Regions from separate parts of the Pan troglodytes genome. Here all the other regions are linked to region 3. Evidence: chromatin contacts called from public Hi-C and HiChIP or PLAC-seq data. All regions are on one chromosome and are shown on one strand. The core of a region is the stretch at or near the end of the contact, and the rest is flanking DNA. Distances in the headings are between cores, read along the strand shown. Region 1 holds the start of SPDL1 (spindle apparatus coiled-coil protein 1). Region 2 overlaps DOCK2 (dedicator of cytokinesis 2). Region 3 holds the start of INSYN2B (inhibitory synaptic factor family member 2B).

What was found. A called contact is a pair of places that touch in the nucleus more often than the background predicts. HiChIP or PLAC-seq counts read pairs in DNA pulled down with a chosen protein or histone mark.
Region 1: a contact with region 3 is called in an H3K4me3 HiChIP or PLAC-seq map of stem cell-derived excitatory neurons, with 8 times the contacts expected there. The contact joins the promoter of SPDL1 here to the promoter of INSYN2B in region 3. A contact is called at or near these places in 1 of 7 Hi-C or Micro-C datasets (stem cell-derived neural progenitor cells) and 1 of 1 datasets of contacts at active chromatin or transcription factors (stem cell-derived excitatory neurons).
Region 2: a contact with region 3 is called in a Hi-C map of stem cell-derived neural progenitor cells, with 5 times the contacts expected there. The contact joins the enhancer-like site here to the promoter of INSYN2B in region 3. A contact is called at or near these places in 3 of 7 Hi-C or Micro-C datasets (blood, induced pluripotent stem cells and stem cell-derived neural progenitor cells), 1 of 1 datasets of contacts at active chromatin or transcription factors (stem cell-derived excitatory neurons) and 1 of 1 other capture datasets (stem cell-derived neural stem cells).

Annotation. Positions count from the first base shown.
Region 1 is chr4:167,256,291-167,260,002 of NHGRI_mPanTro3-v2.0_pri, reverse strand. It overlaps SPDL1 (spindle apparatus coiled-coil protein 1), which reads right to left and starts at 1,598. Exons shown (of 12, transcript NM_001280345.1): 1 at 1,396-1,598.
Region 2 is chr4:167,357,242-167,361,073 of NHGRI_mPanTro3-v2.0_pri, reverse strand. It overlaps DOCK2 (dedicator of cytokinesis 2), which reads right to left. Exons shown (of 52, transcript XM_016954162.4): 10 at 2,009-2,144. Among named protein-coding and RNA genes, the nearest start is that of DOCK2, 59 kb to the right of the region's middle. Within about 2 kb of position 1,558, at least 2 of the 24 cell types and tissues checked have an H3K27ac peak or open chromatin away from gene starts, as enhancers often do. A contact at or near this core is called in stem cell-derived neural progenitor cells, where this site is marked.
Region 3 is chr4:167,638,860-167,642,812 of NHGRI_mPanTro3-v2.0_pri, reverse strand. INSYN2B (inhibitory synaptic factor family member 2B) reads left to right here and starts at 1,353. Exons shown (of 4, transcript XM_003310975.6): 1 at 1,353-1,571. The region is part of intron 27 of DOCK2 (dedicator of cytokinesis 2); the gene reads right to left.

The DNA of each region.
Region 1 (3,712 bases), core at 349-2,848, 380 kb after region 3:
TATCCAGAGAAGCCAAAAAAATTTGCTCTAGTTTATTCAAAAAATTTGCTGGAATTCTTATTGTGTGAGACATTCTGCTAGTGTTGACAACACAATGGCAACCTAAAACAATATTCCTGTCTTCTTGAATCCTACAGTCTATTAGTAAAAGACATTAAATCAAGTAATTGAACTATCAAGTTACAAGTATGATAAGTGCAAGAGAGACAGATGTATGTATGCTACCTGAGCCTGTAACAAGAGGGAGCTGTCCTAATCTGGGGGACAGCGCGTATAAGGGAACATGGACAAAAAAATTTTCCAGAGGAAGTAACTTTTCAGCAGAGGTCTAATGGATGAGAAAGAGTTAACCTATCAATCTACAAAGAGAGCCGTGGTTGATTAAAAACTACTAATGTGTGACAGACATTGTGCTTGGTGCTTTATACACATTCTTATTCAATCTTCTCAACAACTTCAAGAGGTTGAAGGTATTTCCCTCATTTGACACATGCAAGCTGAGGCATAGAAAGTTTTAGGTAACTTGCTTAGGGTTACCCGCAAGTTAAGACGCGAAGTGTGATGGGAACTAGAATCTACCTAGAAACTCTGGTGCTGCAACCATTTTTCCTGTCCTGCTTCTCAAAAATATAGCACACACAAAGCATTTGGGACACAGGAAACTCTGGGAATCAAACTACCTGAGTTCTTACCCCGCCTCCACTACTCACTGGCTGCATGAACTTGGACAAGTTATTTAATTTCTTGTTTAATCATCTATAAAAACAAGCACAATAACACCCACCTAATCGGTTACTGAAAGGATTAAATGAGATAACGAATGAAAAGCAATTAGGGTAGAATCTGACACACGGCTGGGGCAGTGCTGTCCAGCAGAAATATAACGGGAGTCATGTACGTGATTTTAAATGTTCTAGGAGCCATCATGTTTTAAAAAGTAAACAAAGATGAAAAATTAATTTACATACTTAAACAAATACACTCAAAACATTATCATTTCAACATGTAATCATTATAAAAATTATTAATGAGATATTACTCCTTATGCGCTATCTCTGAAACCCAGTGTGTATCTCCCATCTGCACCATTTCTCAGTTCGGGCTAGAGGCTACCGTACCGCACAGCGCAGATCCAGTGGCGGTTATCATTTTGAGGACCCGGCAACCGACCCAGCCTTCCATGTTTGTCCAGAATCCCTGAGGGCGGCGAGGCGGTCCCACGGAAGATAAGACCGGCTCGGAACCCAGTGTATAAGACCCCAGGGTTCCGGGGAAGGAGATGTTTCAGCTAAAGGCCTCGGCCGAGACCCCGGCCCCTAGCTTTCTTTAGGGCCTGTTCGACTCTCTCCACTGCCGCTCTCCACACCCACCTCCCACCAGGCCCCTTGCCCCTACCTCTCACGCTGGTCCCCTGCTGCCGCAGCCAGCGGCTCCTAATGGGAGCTCAGGTCGTCCACATTGAGGACGCCAACTCCACAGTCACCACCCATTCACTCGGCTAGCTCTCGAGTAAGCGCCTGGGCTTTTTGAATGCAGTTCCCGCGAGAAGTCCCACGTCTCACGAGACGTCCGCCCAAGCCGCGCGTAAAGGAAAAACTAAGAGAAACGCCCAATGGAGCGCCCGCCCCCTCCTACAGGTACTGCGCATGTGCAAGTGGCGCGCCGTGGGCCTGGCGCAGGCGCAGGCGCAGACGTGGCTCCTTCACATAAATTTTTCCTTGGGCTGGTTTCCTGCATGTCTTCTAAGTATTTGCTTTTAGTTTCCGTGTTTTGGTGTTTTGTTTGTTCGTTTTTTTTTGTTTTGTTTTTACGACAATGCCTTCTAGGGGAACAGTGTCGCTGGGCTGGGCGGTGGAGAGACACCTTTGGCACCATCGTGCGATCTCATGCACCCTACCAGTGGTAATACTGGCGTTAATATTAAGTTCCCACCATGTGCTAAAGTTTACAGATTATCTCAGTTAAGCCCGCAGCCTTATGAGGCAGATATTACTCCTCGTTTTCCACAGAGAAAAAGCCCGAAGAAAAAAAGTGCCTTGTCCAAGTGGTAGAACTAGAATTGAATGCAGTCTGACTTAGAGTCCAAGCTGTTTGCATGTGTTTTTAATAATAATATTTTGTAAACCTGATGCCTATTCAAAAATTCAAGCGATCAGAAATAATAATAGCTAACATTTAATGAGCACTGATGAGTCCTAGTAACTGTTACATGAATCATGTCGTTCTTTCGAGCCCATCTTTTCTTGCCTATTTGAGAACTTGGCTCTAACTGCTCTTTTTTGCATCTTCAGTTTTTTCTTCTCTATTGGATCTTCCCTATCAGCTCATAAACATGCTGCAGTGATTGCCATAAAATCATTTCACGATTTCATTTTTTAAAAAATCCTCCTTGACACCAATCAGCAACCACCGCATTTGTTTTCATCTCTTTATAACAAAATTTCTGGGGAAAAAAAATCTTTACATCCATTATCTCCGTTTTCTTACCTTTTGTTCTTTTGTTTGTTTTTCCCACTTTAACCAGGATTTGGTCCCAACCAATACTATGAAGTGGCTCTTGTTAGGTTTACCAGTGATTCCTACCTTGCAAAATTCGGTAGTCAATATTTAGTCCTCACTTCTGGTGAAATTTGACAGAGTTGCTTGCTCTCGTTGATTTGAGTCTTTATGTCTTGGGATGCCACACTCTCCTTGCCCTCTTCTTCTCAGTTTCTTTTGCAGACTACAATTTCTGCCTGAGCTAAGCCAGACTCAAAGGGTTGATCTGAGCTTTAAGATTGGCAACAAATTGCTCACAGTGTAGTCTCACAGATTTATCTGGGACTCCAATGAACCAGATGCTCATTCTTTTGTAATCACACCTATGTTCTTGGATAAATGAAACAAATACCGTTTTCCCTATCACTGAACAAAGATTCCTTAACTCAGGGGCCAGGAAAAGATTGTTCTAGCTTAGGCCAATCATGACTGGCTGCAATTAGGTAATCTAAAATCGATCTGAACTTATTTTTTCTCCTTTGTTACAAGAGAAGGTATACCCTATGTTATTAATGTTTCTTCCTATTCTATTTTAAAAATGTATATTTTAAACTATTAATTGAGTGACTGCAATGTGTTAGGCATAGTGGAGGAATTCAGAAATGTGGTAAACTCGACTATTGCCTAGAAGATGCTCGCAATATAGTAGGAGATTTTAAAAAACAAATAGAACTTACAGGGCTGTAAATGCTGTGCAAGTGGTATGTGCCCCACACTAAAGGAGTTGTGTGAAGGGAGAGGTATATTTTGTCTAAATGTTCCTTTAAAACTTCCCAGTGCATGTGACACTTCAAGCAGGGCCTTGAAGGATGGCAGAGCTAAGGAGGGGTGCATTCTAGGGGAGGGGACAGCATTAGGAAAGTCTTAGAGGTTACCCCATGTCATAATAAAGGTCATTCTTTAGGGATGGCCTGAATACAGGACTGCCAATACCACCACTGGACACTAGATGTCACAAGTGAAATGAATTCTAGATGGGTTCTACTTTTAAGATAACTTAATGGAACTTCTGATTCACAGTACCAGATGCAGATCTCTGTACTCAGGCAAGGTCCGCATACCATGGCCTAAATACCAAAGGTCAGGAAAAAGCAAAAAACAGCAACCTTGTATCTGTTATTTTCCATTTATGTAAGGAGAGATGGGACTTGGCCTCCTCACACAGTAGTGGATT
Region 2 (3,832 bases), core at 309-2,808, 280 kb after region 3:
CATACTCATATGTACAGATACATAACTGAAGAATCCTCAAATCCTGTGATTCCAGAGGTATCCTGGATCCTCTGAAACCTTTCCTTAAATCAGCCACTAAAGGTCCCAAAACCAAGGTAAAGAACTCCTACACTAGAATGGGGATTATAGAAGTGGGAGTGTAGGAGAGGGCTGAGAAAAGCTACTCCAATCAAGCTCATACCCTAGTTACAGAAAATACGTCAAACACTCCAGGCACTGGGCAGGGGGCCATTAAAATTGCTTGGGTAATAATCAACCACTGACTGCATCTAGATAGAGAGGGGAGTCAGAGAGCAGACAGGAGGAGAAACTGAGCATCCATTCTCTATAACTGACTCTCCTCATCCATCCTCAGTGCTGTGATTAGGGCAGGGCAATTTCCCTTTGGCTCCAAAGTTATTCATAGGACCTGGTAGATCAGATAATCATCTCTCCCTGCCCAGAGTAAAGACTATGGAGATGAGGACGTGACCTATATTAAAGCTCCTGGGGCTTCTGCTGAAACTAATGGGAAAGAGGTACATTCTTTCCACTGGTTGCTAAGTTGGTAGGATGCAAGCTTGGAACAGCTGGCTGATAATTTGCCAACTAGCTGGACAACCATCTTCTTAGTAAGCCAGCATGAAGACATAAGGGCTGAGCAAGAAAGAGACAAATTCTTCATAGTAAGCCAGCATGAGGACATAGGAGCAAGAAAGAGACAAACTGATTTGAGTTCCTGGATCCAGCTATGCCTGAAGCGATCTATTCATAAGCTTTTCAGTTACACCAATAAAGTACCTTTTTTTTCCTTCTTCTACCAGTTTAGATCAGATTTCTGTCATCTGACACCAAAAGAGAGGGCAGGCTACAGCTGAGGACAAAGACACACTTTGCAGTAAGGTTGAAGGATCCTCACTGCCTTAACAGAAACACCATGATGTCAGAAATGCCCCCACAAGTAGAATCAGAGCATTTTAGAGCAGTAGAGGATTTCATGAATTAACCAGGTATGAGTCCTTCATTTTGCACATAATAAAACTAAGGCTCTGGGGAAAATGCTTGCCCAAGATCACTGGCTGGCTAGCTAGCCGCAGTGCCAGGTTAAAAAAAAAAAAAAAAACAGTGAGCTCAGTAAAACATCCTCCACTCCACCACTTTGCAAGCAGTGCCAGGGGACTAGTTGGAGAGTAAGCAGGTCTGCGATTACAGATCAGAGCATCTTGAAGTGAGAAACCTGAAACACTGAGGTTAGCTATGGTACATAGGGGTTATACACGGTATACTCTTAAAATTTTATATTTTAATAAAAAGAAAACTGGCATATCAAATTGCCATTTTCACAGGAATTTAAATTGCCTTTGATGAAAAACATACATTATGTAAAGCAGGTTGATTAAAAGAAAATATATTTGGTAAATAACAGTACAAGTGGTAGTCAAACATAACTAAAACCATAAAAGTGGGGCAAGAATGACGAAGCCTTAGAAACCCCAGGAGAACTAAAGCTTAAGAGGAATGCAGAGCTGATGTTGCTGTACAGCAGCCTCATGCAGGGCTCTGCCTCAGGTCACGCCAATTCTCCAAATGTCCGTTTTCATCTGGAATTTAGATGTGTGGTAGGTGACTCATTCTGTGTAACTGCATTTCCTGTCCTAGATGTATTTTTTAAATGATTTGCTCCTCATAATTAGATCCTGCCTGTATTGTTTTTCCTTTTTCACAGAGCTGGGGAGCAAAGGTGTCAACTGCTCAGACGGCCCCGGTCTCCCGATGCTCTACTCCAGACAAGAGGAGCCCATGATTCACTGTGTTCATCATAAATCTGGACTTAGTCACCAATTATTTTGATTTAGTCACCAGAAATGTAGTTATTAAGGGCTGTCTGGCATAAATTTTGCAGGGGTGGGGGCAGCAGGAGGCAGTTGGGAAACAAATCATCATTACAATTCAGCCACATAAAATGTGCGCTCCAATAAAAATTAATGATGCAGAGTGTGCCCCTTACCTGCCACCCCAAAGGGCCTCCTCAGTCCCTGCGTGCACTTCTTTGCACCAGTATCCTTAAGATCCATCTTGCCGACCCGGACTATTTGACAAATCAAGTAAATTTTATCCCTGTTGAGGTCTTTGTTTCCAAGATCCTGTGGGGAAAGAAACAAAAAATTGACCATCATGTGCTGAATGGGGGAAAAAAGGTAGACAAGAAAACCCAGTAATAGTAATTTCTGAGGGATGTATATAATACTTGCTATACATGGACCAATCATACAATAAGTCTGGAAAAGATAGAAACAAGGCTCTCACATCCATTTTACAGATAAGCAAGGTAAGGTTTGCAAAGGAAAATGAGTGATAAAACTCTAGTGTTTAATCCCAATTCTTCCCTCTCAAAATGATAAGGCAAGAGAAGGGTAGAGGTGGAATATCAGCTGTACAGACAGGATTCCCCATATGCCGAGGTGATAGATCCAAAAGTAGCATTTGCTACAGATGACTCGGATGACACCATCGGTCACATCATTGCTCAGAACCTCTGAGAGAGAAGACAAAAGGAAGAGAAAAAAATCATAACAGCTACCATTTCCTGCACATCTAAAGTGTGGCCATCAGTTGGGTTGAGGTAGTGCTAACAACCCCAATATCTCAGTGCTTACAACACAGCAGAAGTTTACTTCTGGTGCAGTCTACAGGGCCAATGCAGAGGGGTGGGGGCTCTGATTACTTACTTACTCTGGGCCCCTGGCTGGCAGCTCTATCTCAGCACGGGTGCGCTCACTGTCTCTGCCACAGGGAAAGGAATGTGGCAAATCACTTCTGGCTCTTAAATCATCTACCCAAGAGAGATGCACATCACTTTTTGCTTGCATGTCATTTGCCAAAGAAAGGCATATGGCCGCACCTGACTTCAAGGGGTCAGGAAACTGCAGTCAACTATCTGTTTGTTTATTTATTTATTTTATTTATTTTGAGACAGGGCTTCACTCTGTCACACAGGCTAGAGGGCAGTGGCATGATCACAGCTCACCGCAGCCTCAATCTCCCAGGCTCAAATAATCCTCCCACCTCAGCCTCTTGAGTAGCTGGGACTACAGGCATGAGCCACCATGCCTACCTAATTTTTTTTTAAGAGATGGGGTCTCACTATGTTGTCCAGGCTGATTTCAAACTCCTGGGCTCAAGCAATCCTCCCACATCAGCCTCCCAAAGTGCTGGGATTACAGACATGAGCCACCAGACCCAGCTCAACTGAGTCTAGAAAAGCCAAAACTGGTGAAACGCACTGTCTCATCCACTGTGCTAAGTGATTCCTGCATCACCATATTCAATCTCTCACATCTCTGAAGTACATACAATTATTGCATCCCCATTTGACAGATGGGGAAACTGAGACACAAAGAAGATAAGAGGCTTCCCCAAGGTCATGACCATAGCCCATGAGACTCTGGGCTTTGAGCCCAGTCCCTGACACCAAAGACCACAAACATAGCTACTACAGTACAGCTCCCTTGCCATCAGAAAGGCATGCAGGAGGAAACTCCTGACTTCATGCTCAAATCTAAAAGCTTCAGTGATCTTGAGGCCCCCTGCCAGTAAGGATCAGCTAAGGAAGAAACAACAAGACATGCTGTTGGCATCAGAGTAGAGTACCCTGGGCCAGGTCTCAAAAGGGAACAGTTTATTCTCCTTCGAGTTAATTCTCATGTGGGCATATGCACTGGGAATAAGCTGTCGGCTCACATCAGATCCAGGACCAAGGCACAGCTGCCATCCCCTGCCTCTCACTATGCTGGTATAGGAGGAAGGGAGTGGGGCTGTGCAGAGTCTCTGG
Region 3 (3,953 bases), core at 104-2,603:
TATTAAGTATGCAATAGCATTATGTTTAAAAAAATACAAATTTTAATTTGAGAACATAAACCTTAATTTAAAAATATTGCTAAAAAACTCTAATGATCATCTGAGCCTTCAGTAAATAGGAATCATTTTGCTGGGGGAGGGTCTGGGCTTGATGCTGATGGCTGCTGACTGATCAGGGTGGTGGTTGCTGAAGACTAGAGTGGCTGCGGCAATTTCTTAAAAAAAGACAACAGTGAACTTTGCCATAGTGAAGTTTGTTTATGGTGCGCTGAAACAATTATAATAGTAACATCAAAGGTCACCGATCACAGATCACTATAACAGGTATAATAATAATGAAAAAAGTCTGAAATATTGCTTGGATTTCCGAACTGTGATGCAGAGATACGAAGTGAGCACAGGCTGTTGGAAAAATGGTGCCAAGAGACTTGCTCAATGCAGGGTTGCCACAAACCTTCAATTTGTAAAAAACAGTTATCTGTGAAGCATTATAAAATGAGGTATGCCTGTACGTATATCTACATGTGTATATATTTCCTCCCAGGTTTACAATTTCGTTCCAGTGGTAGAGAAACAGGAAGCCTTTTGGAAAACTGTTTCTTAAGTTTACACTCCCAAAAGTAGCTCCCATGATATGGATTTTCATTTGTTTCTAGGTTCTTTTCAATTGGGAAGTTAGGGATAGCATGCTTTCCTTGTCAGCAGGAACAGCTATGTAATTAGTGAGTCCCAGAACAAAGTACAAATGCAAAGCCCTTGTTTAAAACTATTCAGAATTTTGACACAGCCACGGAGCCCTTCTAAGCAAGGGGCCTGTCATGACTACGAAGCTTACAAACCCAGGAAGCTGGCTCTCCCTGCCAAGTGACCACCACACCCGCACACCATAAATGACTAGAAAACATGCAAATCCGGCGGAGATCACAAAGCTGGGACTCTCAGGGACAATGGCTGATGATGCTTTGTTGATGGGAACTTGTAGCCTCTACACTGGGTGGCAACTCCTTGAAGAGCCAGAGTCAAATTCTTTTTCCTGCTCAGGCCCCCAGGGGGTGGTAGTGAGTGTGTGAAATTATCCCTTTCAAACTAGGCAGAACACCGCTGTCACTGCTAATTTAACCAGCTCCCACTTAAATCAAGAAATAACCATTATTCTCGTTTCCACCTCCAGCCAGGCCAAATGCAAGAAAGGAGAAACCTTAGCATTTGTGGGGTGTAGGAGTGTGTGTATGTGCATGTGTGTGTGCCTGCATATGTGTGTGTGTGTGTCTATACACACACAGGAGCGTGTGTTTCCTCTGCTCCATCTCTCCTCTCCCTTCCTTAAAGAATTCAGCCTGTGGCCACTAGAGGTCTTTTCTTTTCACATGGTAGCTGCCGAGCAGTTTGTTCGGCTTTTTATTTATTCCTACGTGAGCAGACCCACTACACTTCTTGCATATAAACAGTGAAAATTACAATATGAAGGACTTATTATTCCTTCTTTTGGAGTAATTTTGCTGCTGGTCAAAGCCTGGCTCATTGTGCAAGGAAGGGGGACCATCCTCTGCAGGTAATTCCACTGCTTCAAGGTAAGAGATGTGGGTAGGTTTTATTTTTTATGATCGATGATCCTCTAAGAGAAAATGCGATCGTCTCTTGGACAATAGTTTACTTTCAAAGCTTTGGCTTAAATCAACAGTGAGACTGGGAGCTTGTATGTGTGTGTGTGTGGTGGTATGTAGTGGAAAATCCACCATTGTCAGAACTGCAGGCTGCCCCAAATGCATGGATATGGAATGCTTGTTATTTCAAATGGCTTGATTTGAATTTGAAGGGGGAAAAAAAGCAAAGAAAAACAAACCTTGGATCTCAAGTTGCCTGGAATTGCCTTGAAAAGGATGAATTGTCTTAAGCCTTGTTTAGAGAAACTTCCATTCTTCATTTTAAAAGATAAAAAGGGAGGGGGATTCTAGTCCCCATCTAGAGAGAGTGGCTGTTTTACGAAAAAAACCATTATCTTTTCATTAGGAGTTGGTCGGTGTGTTGTAGTTCACTGGTCAATCAAAATTACTTTTACCAGCTTGTTAATTTCTTAGTTCTCACTACCACGTAGAAAAACCCGGTTGCGTGCCTTTTGGTACGATTTGTAGTGCAATGTGACTGAAGTTTGGACAAGTTACCTGCATTTGGCTGTTAATGAAAAATGACAGTGTTTTACTTCTGACTAGAAGCATCTTTCTTTTCTGCTATGGTGTCTAGCCCCCTTTGGTATCAGATCTGTGGGAAATCACACCAATGTGAATGATTGATAACCTGAAATGGAGTGAGAAACGAGCAGCAGCTTCATATTCAGAAAAGTCTCCTTTCTGTCATTTGGATTTTAAAAACCACCTCTTTTGTCATACAGCGATAGAATCATGGAATAACATTTTGCTTCTCTGATGTGTGTCTCTTTTTCAGTAGTTTCCTTAAAAATGGCATTTGTGTCCTGCCCCTCTGTACAAGTTTGAGACCTTACTTCCATATCCACCATGTCTTAAATTTTTAGGGGACATAGGAATAGGGGTGGGGGAATGTTGAGCAGACTGCATTTGCCCTAGCAACTTAGACAGCCCTAACACTGACGTTGTTCAAACTTTACAGTGTAGGAGCTCAAACTCCCAGCCCTGTCAGAAACCTGGAAAAGCCTGAATACTGCATGGGGAACAGAGGGGTGGAGGGATCCCTTGCAGTCTCCAGGCTAGCAAGAATCCCCCTCTTTTCATCCCTGGCAGAAATTCTGTAATCGACATATTTACTACCTAGGAATGAGGCAGCCACTCATCCATATCCAAGCAGCATGCCAGGATGGGAAATTGCTTCTTAAAACAGAATTCCAGGGAGACTTGCATATTAAATTCCAGTGAGAAATTGTATCCGAGACTCTGGCACAAACCAGACAGTGTCACCTCGCTCCGATTGGGATGGTTTAAAATGTGGCTAATGAATCACAGCATGAAGAGACACGGTTTGAAACTAGGTCAAACGTGTAAAAATAAGTGCAATCATCGCAGGCACTTGGCTGATGAGGGACTACTTAACACCTTGAGTGGCAGGGCTTATTTGCTGTACAGAACCCTCTTCAGTGATCCAAGACAATCAATCCTCTTAATTAATTCAGCCCATTGGGACGTAGGGAGGTCTTGCACACTTGGACGCTCCAAAGGAAAAGAGTGAGGGTCTCTTCACTGTGTGATGGTGAGAGAGAAGAAGAGAAACCCAATATTGTGTGATCAAAATTAATTAGCTGGGATACTAGGTGATTGTGATCAGGAGATTAGCGCTCCCCAAATCATTCCACTCTTTTGCATTAAAAAATTCATCATCATCATCATCATCATCATATTGACAATGCCAATAATTTTAGTGTACAACATTCAACTTAAACATATCTATTTAACAACCTCTAATGCAAACACACCTACACACACACACACACACACACACACACACACACACACACAGAGCCAGGACCCCTGCAGTGCCAAGTGAATTGAGGGAAAGGCTACCAGTTTGCCCTGCCTTGGGAAACAAACAAAATAGGGGCGAGGGGCATGGGTGCTGCCTGCCCATGCAACCCCCACTCACCTAAGATTAGTAGGAGTGATGAGATCGCAGAGGGAGTGAAACAGCCAACTTCGGAAGCTTGCTACCTAAATGCCAACATTACTATGTGATACCAGCTGGTGAAACGTTGCTATAGTAACTTCAAATAATGCGCACGACCAAAATAAAATAAAATATAGAAAGCACCAGCGAGAGGAGATGAAGGAAAGTTTGCCGAGGGAGGCTCAGAGACAGATGAAAAGTTCTTTCTAGGAGCTGTCCTTTGGAGACTAGGAGTGGCCGAATGCACTCACAGGTTGCTTCTCTATTCACCCCCATGTCTGCCATCTGGTTATGTAACAGATTTTATTCTTGGATGAAATTGG